2 separate regions of the Pan troglodytes genome follow, and region 2 is linked to region 1. Evidence: chromatin contacts called from public Hi-C data. All regions are on one chromosome and are shown on one strand. The core of a region is the stretch at or near the end of the contact, and the rest is flanking DNA. Distances in the headings are between cores, read along the strand shown.

Region 1 (6,073 bases), core at 2,467-4,966:
TTTTTAAGACAGAGTCTCACTCTGATGCCCAGGCTGGAGTGAAATGGCGTGACCTCAGCTCACCGCAACCTCCACCTCCCGGGTTCAAGCGATTCTCCTGCCTCAGCCTCCCAAGTAGCTGGGATTACAAGCACACACCACCACGCCTGGATAATTTTTGTATTTTTAGTAGAGATGGTGTTTCACCATGTTGGCCAGGCTGGTCTCTAACTCCTGACATCAGGTGATCTGCCCGCCTTGGCCTCCCAAAGTGCTCGGATTATAGGCGTGAGCCACCACACCCCGCCTGTTCCTTGCCTTTTCTAGCTTCTAGAGGCCACCTGTCAACCTTGGTTGGTGGGCCCTCCCCCATCGTCAAAGCCAGCAGGGTAGCATCTCCAATCTCTCTCTTCCATCACCACATCACCGTGTCTGTCTCTTACATTCATGCCTCTCTCTTTTCAGGACTCTTGTGATTTGATTACACTGGGCCCACCACGATAATTCAGAACAATTTCTTTTCTTTCTTTTCTGTTTTTTGAGACAGGGTCTTGTTCTGTCACCCAGGCTGGAGTGCAGTGGTGCAAGCACGGCTCACTGCAGCCTCCACCTCCTGGGCTCAAGCCATCCTCCCACCTCATCCTCCCAAGTAGCTGAGACTACAGGCATGCATCACCACACTCAGATAATTATTTATTTTTTTGTAGAGACGGGGGTCTCACTGTGTTGCCCTGGTTGTTCTCAGTTCTCCTGCTGCAGCTTCAGTGCTGGGATTACAGGTGCCAGCCACCACATCTGGCCTCCTAAGAGTTTCTGAGTCTCAAGATTCTTAATCATACCTGCAAAGTCTCCTTTGCCATTTAAGGTAACAAATTCACAGATCCTAGGGATTATGACATGGACAGACAACGCTGGGGAGCTATTATTCTACCACACTGGGGAAAATGGCCTGCCCAAGAGGCAAGAACTCCAGACAGTGATATGAAAGGTTTTCCCCAACAAAATCACTGATGTCCTTGTAAGCTGACAATGAAACCACTAATCAACTCACCCTTCCCCCATCCGCACACCTAGAGCTTTCTGTGAGCTATTAGTGCTGTACTCTTAAATAAAAAGAGAGTCGGTTGGGCGTGGTGGCTCACGCCTGTAATCCCAGCATTTTTCGAGGCCAAGGTGAGCAGATCACGAGGTCAAGAGATTGAGACGATCCTGGCCAACATGGTGAAACCCTGTCTCTACTAAAAATACAAAAATTAGCTGGGCATGGTGGCATGTGCCTGTAGTCCCAGCTACTCCGGAGGCTGAGGCAGGAAAATCGCTTGAACCTGGGAAGCGGAGGTTGCAGTGAGCCAAGATCACGCCACTGCACTCTAGCCTGGAGACAGAGCAAGACTCCGTCTCAAAAAAAAAAAAAAAAAAAAAAAAGAGTCTGGCCGGACGCAGTAGCTCATGCCTATAATCCCAGCACTTTGGTAGGCCGAGGCAGGCAGATCACCTGAGGTCAGTGTTCGAGACCAGCCTGGCCAACATGGTGAAACCCCATCTCTACTAAAAATACAGAAATTAGCCAGGCGTGGTGGCTCATGCCTATAATCCCAGCACTTTGGGAGGCCGAGGCAGGCAGATCACCTGAGGTCAGGGTTCAAGAACAGCCTGGCCAACATGGTGAAACCCTGTCTCTACTAAAAATACAAAAATTAGCCAGGCGTGGTGGCTCATGCCTATAATCCCAACTATTCAGGAGGCTGAGACAGGAGAATCACTTGAACCCAGGAGGCGGAGGTTGCAGTGAGGGCCGGCAAGTCTCCCCGCTGCCCTGCACCTCTGTTTCCTCACCTGAAAACACAGACAGAACATCCACACCTCCCTCCCAGGGGGAGAGTGAGGGCCAAAGGAGACAGTTTTATAAAGAGTCTGGTTCAGAGGCTCGCTGCAAAGGCCTAAATCACTGCTGGCTTTTCAAGACATCCAGAGGACAGACTACCATGAAACCCCACATTTGCACTCCTAAGTAAGTAACCAGGAGAAGGAAAAAGACGTCCACATTAAAACTTGAACACAAATGTTCATAGCAGCATTATTCACAATAGCCAGAAAGTGGAAAAATCGAAATGCCTACCCTGATGAATGGATCAACAAAAAGCGGTGTGCCCACACAGCAGAATGTTATTCTGTCTTAAAAAGAAATGGCGAGGCCGGGCGCGGTGGCTCATGCCTGTGATCCCAGCACTTTGGGAGGCCAAGGTGTGCGGATCACCAGAGTTCAGGAGTTCAAGAGCAGCCCAGCCAACATGGTGAAACCCCGTCTCTACTAAAAATACAAAACAATTAGCTGGGCGTGGTGGTGCACACCTGTAGTCCCAGCTACTTGGGAGGCTGAGGCAGAAGAATCGCTTGAACCTGGGAGGCGGAGGTTGCAGTGAGCTGAGGTCACACCACTGCACTCCAGCCTGGGCGATAGAGCGAGACTCTATTAAAAAAAAAAAAAAAAAAAAAAGGAATGGTGAGCTGACACGCTGCAGCACCGATGAAGCCGAAAGACACGCTCAGTGAAGGAAGCCAGTCACAGAAGGCCACATGTTGTACAACTCTATGACAGGAAATGTCCAGAAGTGGCAAATCCACTGAGATAAAGTAAATCAGGCCAGGTGTGGTGGTTCATGCCTGTAATCCCAGCACTTTGGGAGACCGAGGCGGGTGGATTGCTTGAGCTCAGGAGTTTGAGACCAGCCTGGGCAACATGGTGAAACCCCATCTCTACAACAAATACAAAAATTAGCCAGGTGTATTTTTTAGCTGGGTGGCACATGCCTGCAGTCCCAGCTACTCAGGAGGGTGAGGTGGGAGGATCACTTCAAGCCAGGAGGTGGAGGCTGCATGCAGTCAGCTGTGATTGTGCCACCGCACTCCAGCCTGGGTGACAGAGTGAAACCTTAAAAACAGAGCTGGCACGGTGGCTCACACCTGTAATCCCAGCACTTCAGGAGGCCAAGGCAGGTGAATTGCTTCAGCCCAGGAGTTTGAGCAGCCTGGGCAACATGGTGAAACCCCATTTCTACAAAAAATACAAAAATTAGCTAGATATTGGTGGCGCATGCCTGTAGTCTCAGCTACAGGGGAGGATGAGGTAGGAAGATCGCTTGAGCCCAGAAGGTTGAAGCTGCAGTGAGCCATGATTGCACCACTGTACTCCAGCCTGGGCAACAGAGCGAGACCCTGCCTCAAAAAAGAAAGAAAATGTAAATCAGATCTTTCCCAGAGGCCCCCAGCCTCTGGGGGCCTCTCTCCTCTGTCCTCCACTCCGCTGTTCATTAAACAGAACCAGGTTCCCAGGTCCCCCTGGAATCAGGCTCCCAGGTCCACCTAGAATAGGCACAGGTCAAGGGGATAGGCTTGCCGTGACTGGCTGAAACCCCCAAAAGCCATTCCCTGGAGCCACACACCACACCTGGAACCACAGCTGGGTTCTCCTGGCCGGGCTGATGTCAGATGTCTCCCCCAGCAACCAAGGTGCAGAATGTACCAAGGTGTCATGACCTCTGTCAGAGAATCACACAGTTCTCCCAGCAGACAAGCGGGTACTGACACCTGTCATGAGACAGAGTGGGCCTGTGAGAGGAGGAGCTCAGCCCCTGTCCGGCTGACCCAAGTGACAGGAGGAACTCCGACCCTATCCGGCTGACTTGAAAAGGGCCAGGCTGAGAGCTGCATCCACCGCTGCTACAATGAAGACAAAGAGCTCCTACCCCAGGGGGGCTGCAGCCTTCCCTGCTTCTGCTCATGGCGAGGGGCCCCAGGTCTCAGTAGAACTGTCTGGTAGATGCCAATCAGGCTGACATCACTAGAAAACCCGGAATTCTGCATATACATGCATTTCCAGGAGTGTGGGACTTCTGGATAGCATATGTGCATTAAACAAGAAAGAAACACAATTCTTATTATTAAGAACATTTGGACAGTGCTTTGTGAGCCATTAAAGTCACTCGTCCCCCAAGCCAGAAGCGTGGGGATCTTCCCAGCCCCTCACCCCTGCAGGAGGCCAGTCTGCAAGTTCTGATGACTGAGCCCATGTATAATCAGCAGATGCGCCCCTGTGTACCCCACCTGACTCTGACTTCTCCAGACTATAGCTGCTGGCAGGTTTTCCACCTCAGACACCTCCTCAAGGCAGCCACCAGAGGGACTTTTCTAAGACACAAACTGGGCCAATTTCCCTCTCCTCACTGCCCAACTCTGGCTCACCCCAGCCCACAGCCACCGAGACCACACAGGCCTGGGATGGAGAAAGAACGTGGAGGACCCCAGACCCACTGGAAATCTGGCCTTTCCTTGGCACTTGCTGAAAAATGGGAGCAGCTGCGACCCCATCAGCTGCCTAACTGGAAAACCAGCAGGAATTGTCCTGTTCTGATTATAGAACCAACATTCATCATTGGAGAAACTTTTTTTTTTTTTAGCTATAAACGAGAGACCAAGAATCACACCAAATCCCAAAGATCAGAGGTGTTTACAATGGCCATACGCCTTCGTATCTTTTCTTTTTCTTTTTTTAATTTTAGAGCCAAGGTCTCACTATGTTTACCCAGGCTGGCCTGGGACTCCTGGGCTCAAGCGATCCTCCTGCCTTGGCTTCCTGAGTAGCTCGGACTACAGGTGTGCGCCACCACACCCAGCTCCATCCTTTCTATGCATATATGTGTGTTTGGCGTACGTTGAGCATGCTGATTTTGTAGTTTTATATCCAACTTTTGTCATTAAGCACTAACATTAAATGATTATGTAATATAATGTGATTATAAAATGATTCTACTGGTTGTTTACAAAGTATCTGCAAAGGGCCAGGTGTGGTGACTCACGCCTGTAACCCCAACACTTTGGGAGGCTGAGGTGAGAGAATCACTTAGCCCAGCAGACCAGTCTGGGCAACAAAGACCCTATCTCTACTAAAAATTTTTTTAAAAAATTATCTGGGCATGGTGGCATGTGTCTGTAGTCCCAGCTACTCAGGAAGCTGAGGTGGGAGGATCTCTGGAGCCCAGGAGGTCGAGGCTACAATGAACCGTGATTGTGCCACTGCACTCCAGCCTGGCCAACAGAGCAAGACCCTGTCTCAAAACACAAAGTCTCTGCAAAAGATAACTTAAATATTATAGAGCAACAGTCTCCAGCCTTTTTGGCACCAGAGACCGGTTTCGTGGAAGATAATTTCTCCATGGGCCAGGCCGTGGGGTGGCAGGGGGAATGATTTCAGGATGACCCAAGCGCATGACATTTATTGCACACTTTATTTCTATTATTGACATTGTAATATATAATAAAATAATTCTACAATTCACCATAATGTAGAATCAGTGGGAGCCCTGAGCTTCTTTCCCTGCAACTAGACAGTCCCATCTTAGGGTGATGGGAGACAGTGACAGATCATCAGGCATCAGAGTCTCATAAAGGAGCACGCAGCCTGGATCCCTCGCATGCGCAGTTCACAATAGGGTTCGCGCTCCTATGAGAATCTAACGCCGCTGCTGATCTGACGGGAGGCGGAGCTCGGGCAGTGACGCGAGCGTGAGGAGTGGCTGTAAATACAGATGAAGCTTCACAGGCGCACCCACCACTCACCTCCTGCTGTGAGGCCCAGTTCCTAACAGGTCATGGACCCGTACCCCTGGGACCCCCTGATCTAGAGAAACATCCATGTAAAGTTAGCGGATTGAACACACGCATCTACATAAGGCCACTAAATAAATTGATGCCACAGAATCACCTAAAGGCTCAGGAACTGGGGGCCTTGGGAGCCCAAGAAGTGGGGTGGGAAGGAGCTAAAATAAGGCGGGTGGATGGAAGTCTTTAAAAGAAGCAATCAGTCATGGAGACAGAAAATGAACAGAGATTCCAGGGGCTGGGGGGTTGGTATTTGATGGGGATGGAGTTTCCATGTGGGAAGATGAGAAAGTTCTGGAGACAGATGGTGGTGATGGTTGCACAATGCTGGGAATGTAAGGGATGCCGCTGAGTTGTACACTTGCTTACACAATGGTTAAAATGTTAAATTTCATGTTATAGATATTTTATAATTTTTATGAAAGCAGCAGCAATC
Region 2 (6,073 bases), core at 1,384-3,883, 140 kb before region 1:
CAGCAGGAAACGGACATCAGCCCAACACCTGCAAGCAACTGCATTTGGCCAACAACCCAAGTGAGTATGGGAGCAGACTCTTCCCTGGAGCTCCCAGAAGGAACCCAGCCCACTGACACCCCAATTTCTGCTGAACGGAGGACCTACCAAGCCGTGCCTGGATGTCTGACCTGCAGCTTGGAGCTAAGAAATGAGGTTGTGATAAGCTACCAAGTATGTGGGGACTTGTTACACAGCAACAGAAAACTACCATAGTCTCTATTTACTTGTATCTACAGTCATGGGCTTTAATGAAGTTTTATAGTTTTCTGTATATAGGCCTTGAATATCTTTCCTTCCATTTATTTTTAGAAACCTTAAGAATTTTTAATCTTATTTAAATATCTTTTAAAAAATGAATATAACTGAATCCTTGAATATAATTTATAAGCTTATTGCTACTGTCTAGAAAAGCAATTGATTTCAGTATATAATCTCAGGGCAGGCCAGGTGCAGTGACTCACACCTGTAATCTCAGCACTTTGGGAGGCCAAGGTGGGAGGATCACTTGAGCCTAGGAATTCAAGAATAGCCTGGGCAACATAGAGATACTCCATCTCTACGAGAAATAAAACAATTAGCCAGACCTGGTGGCATGTGCCTGTAGTTACAGCTACTCAGGAGGCCGAGGTAGGAGGACTGCTTGAGCCCACGAGTTGGAGGCTGCAGTGAGCCATGATCACACCACTGCACTCCAGCCTGGGTAACAGAGCAAGACCCTAAAATAAATAAATGAATAAGTAATAAAGTAAAAACTTTTTAAATCTCATAGCAAACAACTGTGCTGAATTCTTACTATTCTTAATAATTTTGGCTTTTCTATGTAGACATCATATTTGAGAATAAAGCATTACGTTTCTTCTATTGCTGTTTTTATGTACTTACATATTTATTGCATCTTAATGAGCCAGGACCCTCAGCAGCATGTAGATTTTGCTGTTGCTGATTGTAAAGGCCCTGACAGTGACAACTTCCATTTGGAAAGCTGTTTGCTGAAGGTTTTGGCAGCAGGGCGTCCACACAAGAGGGGCACACAGTGTGGGAGTCAAAGCCCCAGTCAGATGAGCAGGGCATCTCTGTGGGGAGTGGGTGGCAGTGATGGGAGGCTGGGGACATGCAGGAAAACTGACCCAATAATAGATTGAGGAGAATGAGAACCATTCCCAGAAAGGGCCTTACAGCTATGGAAAGAGAGAAAAACTGGAACGTACCCTGTGGTGCTGGGCTAAAATCGGAGGTATTAGTGTCATTCCCAGCTGTGAATAGATGAGACAGAGAGAGAGATGGAAGTACGTGCACATATCCTCTAGCTCTGTCCACTAAGAGCTCCCGGGCGCAGCAATCTGCAACAGCCAGGAGCACGCCTCGCACCCACATCCTGGTTCCTGATGCTACTCTCCATTCAAAGGAACAGGTCTCCTTAGAGCTGCAGCTCACTCCAATAAATGAAAGAGAAAGGGGCAGGCAGGTATAAAATAAGGCTTGAACATCTTTTTGCACCAGAAAGTAAAGAAACAGCTAAAGAACTGTAGGTACATAACAAAAAAAACACAAAAGGCAGAAGAAGGGGCTCCCACGGGCCAAACAAGCAGGACCTGAGCCTGAGAGTAAACGTCATAACAGACCACAGCCCTGAATACAAGAAGGGACCAGGATCCACACAGGTGGGAGCAAGGAAGGAAGGAAAAAGTAAAGGCAGTTTGACAGGGATGGGATATTGGCATCGCTTCACACTACCTCCCCACTCATTCATTACAAAGGGGTCGTTCACTGGGCAGTGGAGAAGCTGACCGTGGCCACCTTCACCAAGCAACAAGAGAGAACACCAGCAGGAGGCTAACTGCATTGGGCAGCCCCTGCCAGGAGGCAGTGTCCATCCTGTGACACTCCTAGACAAAATGCAGACCCAGAACCTACCACAAGGAAACGTCACATGAACACAACCTGGGAGCCATGGGCTTATCTCCAGAAGTGCCAAGGTCGTCTAAGCCCAGGGAGACGGAGCCACCGTCCAGGCAGATTAAGTCGCCATGACCACAAAGCCACGTGCGACTCACTCCTGACACGAATGCGGGTTGGACGCCGTCCCAAAGCACAGAGGGTGCAGGGCCAGAACGGCAACCACTCAAGTGACTCAGAAGGAAGCTTCTCTTTACTGTACTTACAACTTTTCTCCAAGTTTGCGGTGGTTTCCATATTGTTATTGTTATTATTCGACACGAGTAAAAAGAAACTCATGACCTTCTTCTCCTTGGACTCGCTCCTCTCCCCAATCTCGATACCGACTGCACTGTTGTTCGGGTCGCCCCCTCCCCCACCATCCCACAGGGGCTATGGCGTGGGCTCAGCACCTCTGAAGGAAAAGCAGATGAAAGAACTTGTGCCTCCCAGGCAAGAATGCACAGTGCAGGGGCAACCCTGGCAGGGCCCATCCCTTCCTGGTCCCGCTGAGCTTGGGCACAGACCGGGCACCAGGCTCGGTGTGGAGTGTGAGGGGGAGTGGTGTCCCCGGAGTTGTTTCTGGGAGTTGCTGGGTCCACCTTGCCTTAAATGTAGTCAACCAAGTCCCATCCCACCACTAGATGGCACCCAAACCTCAGCAGAAAGGGGGCGTGGGTTGGCCCCTGAAGTGAGAAAACCATTGGTCAATCTGGACCTGGCCTGCTTCAGGTGACAACAAGGCTTTCCACACACTGCTCGCTCGCCCCACCTCCCCAACCCAGGCCCCCTGCCACACACCTGAAGACACAGGAAATAAGGTCACCCATTGGCTTATACATGCCTTTGAGCAAAACAGAAAAGGTGCCCCTCACTGCAGGTAGACAGCCCCCCGCCAGGATACACCTCACAGCCATGTGCCCTTGTGCAATGCACAACCCAAGCAACCTTACTCAACAACCCTACTCCAGAGAAGCAGGACTAGAACTGTGCTGAAGTGAAGAATGACAATCCCATTCTTTGTAAGACTTATTGATGAAAATAACTGGCAATCAGAACCCTAAAGAAACACACCCAGTCACACTCATACAAGCCATGAAATAATAAAACACAGTCAAGGTTCTCTCCATGTCAAACCACCAGCATCCCCACCTGAATGCCCCGGAAGTCTGACGGTTAACCTGTGCAGGCCCTGGTCAGGCCTGTGGTCCCCAAGGGCCGCCGGCAGCAAAGGCACCACGGAAGCTGCAGGGGACAGGGGAGGCCGCTGCTTCTTGCATTTTTGTCTGAAAGGTCCCTGTGGAGTCGACGAGGGAATTCTCACTGAAGCAGCTATAAAAGAAAGCGGAGGGCACGGCGCCTCCCTGAAGCACCAGCAGCTGTTCTGTAGATGGTTGTTGGGCCACACGCAAAGGACTTGGTTCCTGTCCCCAGCTTAGTGGTCCGTCAGAGGAAAGGTCTCTTCCTGCCTGGCTGGCCACAGCATGGCCGCCTCTTCCATGACGGGCACCTGTGTAGGCCAGCCTCTCTCTCCTGCCGCCCCCGCTGGGACGGCAGCCCAGACGTCACCTGCACAGCCACAGGTGCGGGTGCTGGCTCAGCCTCTCTGTGAGCTCATCCTCCCCGGGCTCCTCCAGAATATCCCTGTGGAATTGAGGAAAGATGCACACAGGGGCCTCTAAAGGAGGGAGACCCTGGCCTGCCCACAAGAACAAGGGAGCAGAGCTTAGCAACACATGCGAAGTGAGTGTCACAGGGACACAGAGGCACGGGGACTCAGATGAGCCTCAGGATGGATGTAGCCACTAGAAATATCTACACGGCATTCTTAAAAGCCCAGGGGCCACGTCTTCCCACTGGCTGGCAGGACCGCAGGGCTTGGCTGCAGCAACTCGGCAGCCCCTGGTGGAAGGCACAGAGGCCCCACAGCAGGGCTGCCTCTGGGTGGTCACTTTTCTGGACTAGCAGAGGAACCATCTCAAAGCTGCCAGGAGAAGAGATGGGTGCGGTTTCCTCAGGTCCCTTGTTTACATCCAACAGGATCCAATGGACCCTGAAGGATGGTGCCTTAAATATGCCCAATCCAAGAGCAGGAGAGCAGGACAAAGGCTATGACGCCAGTGGCAGGAAGAAGAAGCCCTCCCGATCCCGGCTCTGAGCTGCTCTCCTAGAGCACAGGACCAAAGCCAGATAACCAGGCGGAGGGGGAGGACAGTCATCAGGGCCTGCCCGCCGCCTCAACCCCTCCACCCCCCAGCTCTTGGCTTCCCATCCCAGGGGGCCAGACAGAAGCGCCTTCCCCACCCACACACCTGAACAGGAGCTCCACAGTCATCTGGTAGGTGGCCTCTGGGGTCCCAGCAAGGGGCTGCAGGTGGCTGCGGGGGTCCCACTTGTGAAGGAAGTTCTGGCAAGCAGGAGGAGTGGCCAGTGAGTGTGGGCCCCGAGTGAAAGCAGCCTTGCCCCATCCCCGGCCCCTCCAGGGTCAGCCACAGGGCACCCACTGAGGGGGCTGAGCCATTCACCCTGGACACCCAGGCACAGGCCCCACGAGGCTGCTGGCTCCTCCTGGAGCCAATGTCCAAGTCCCTCCTTCAGCCCGACCTGGGGGCCTGAGAATCCCCACAGCCCAGATGTCAGGAGCACCCCCCAAGGCCCCAGCAGCCCAGATGTCAGGAGCACCCCCCAAGGCCCCAGCAGCCCAGATGTCAGGAGCACTCCCCAAGGCCCCAGCAGCCAGGGCGGGCAGCACTGAGCCCCACGGGAGGGGCTCAGCCTCACTCAGGACCCGCCTAACCCAGCACGACTCTCCCATCAAAGTTCCAGGCAGGCCCGGCCGGTGGCCTCAGGCCCATCGAAAGTGAATTAGAAACAAACGACCATGGAGAACAGCCTGGGTGGGGATCTCTGATACCTCCAGAATCAGGGCCAGAAACAGGTTGACCCAGATGACAGACGACACCAGCCACCACAATACAAAATAGATCTTGGACCACCTGCGGAGGACAGAGACCCACCCTGTGAACCACGATGAGCAAAGCAAGAGCACTCGATACAAACACCACTGCTGCGTGGCCAGGACAGCTCTCGGGCAGCCGGCCCACACACACCATGATGCAGAGCGCGTTACTATTTCCATCTCAGAAACAACCCAACTGAGGCCTAGAAACGTGCAACAAGCTGCCGAGGTAGCTAAGCCAGCAGGAGGCGGTGCTGGGATTAAAACCCAGGACCATCAGCTGGGGCCAGTCTGAGCTCTTCAAGCTCAGAGCTGAACTATCTCGTTCACTCAGCCTTCCCGGGGCTCCCCCACCCCCATGGAATTCCTCAGAAGCCCCAAACACACCAACGACCTCCAGGAGGTGTAAACCCAGAGTCACTGGCCACCATCCTGAGAGTCACGATGTGGCTATGCAGGGGGCAGGGACAAGGCGAGCCAGGATGCCACGCTGGCCAACTTCCCTGTCAAGGCCCGAGTCCCCGTCCCAGCCACGCTCCGGGCATCCAGTGCAGATGCAGCGTGCCCGGAGGTGAGGGAACCCCCAGGCTGCACGGAGAATCACTGCCGTCAGGGAGACGAGGACTCACGGGCCCGAGTAGCGCCGATACGCATCCAGAAACACCTGCCAGTTGTTCACCACCATCAAGTTCCACAGAGTGACCAGGGCAGCCTGCGGGGGCAGAGACCAGCGGTCCAGGAGGGCCCAGGAGGTGGGGAGGGGAGGAGCCCGGGGAGCAGGGTGCTGGGACAGGGCGCAGGGCTCACCGCAAAGTCATCGAAGTTGTTGGCCCAGTACTCCAGCTGCTCGAAGCTCCCACAGGGCACCGAGCCATTGGCAGGGGCCAGGCTGGGGAACACAACACACCTGGGTCAGGGGCGGGGGCTCCAGGTTCTGAGGCCTGATACCTTACACCCCTTTCCTCTGCTGGCGTGCTCAGCCTGGCCTGAAGGTCCAAATTGGGATACAGAGGCTCAGGGGGCAGGGAAAGTGCTGCTCTGCGCAGGCCACGAGAAATGTGTTTAGCAGACTCCAGGCAAGGGCTCCTAGGAGAGGTGCGGAGCGGAGGTGGAAATTGGGGGTGGGGAAAAGGGGGT

Evidence for each region. Hi-C and Micro-C count contacts between places; a contact is called where the count stands out from the background.
Region 2: a contact with region 1 is called in a Hi-C map of induced pluripotent stem cells, with 4 times the contacts expected there. The contact joins two enhancer-like sites. A contact is called at or near these places in 3 of 7 Hi-C or Micro-C datasets (induced pluripotent stem cells and stem cell-derived neural progenitor cells).

What each region holds. Positions count from the first base shown.
Region 1 is chr9:70,996,489-71,002,561 of NHGRI_mPanTro3-v2.0_pri, reverse strand. No RefSeq gene overlaps it. Among named protein-coding and RNA genes, the nearest start is that of MRGPRD, 32 kb to the left of the region's middle. Within about 2 kb of position 3,716, at least 4 of the 24 cell types and tissues checked have an H3K27ac peak or open chromatin away from gene starts, as enhancers often do. A contact at or near this core is called in induced pluripotent stem cells, where this site is marked.
Region 2 is chr9:71,135,266-71,141,338 of NHGRI_mPanTro3-v2.0_pri, reverse strand. All of the region lies in intron 19 of TPCN2 (two pore segment channel 2), which reads right to left. Among named protein-coding and RNA genes, the nearest start is that of TPCN2, 39 kb to the right of the region's middle. Within about 2 kb of position 2,633, at least 2 of the 24 cell types and tissues checked have an H3K27ac peak or open chromatin away from gene starts, as enhancers often do. A contact at or near this core is called in induced pluripotent stem cells, where this site is marked.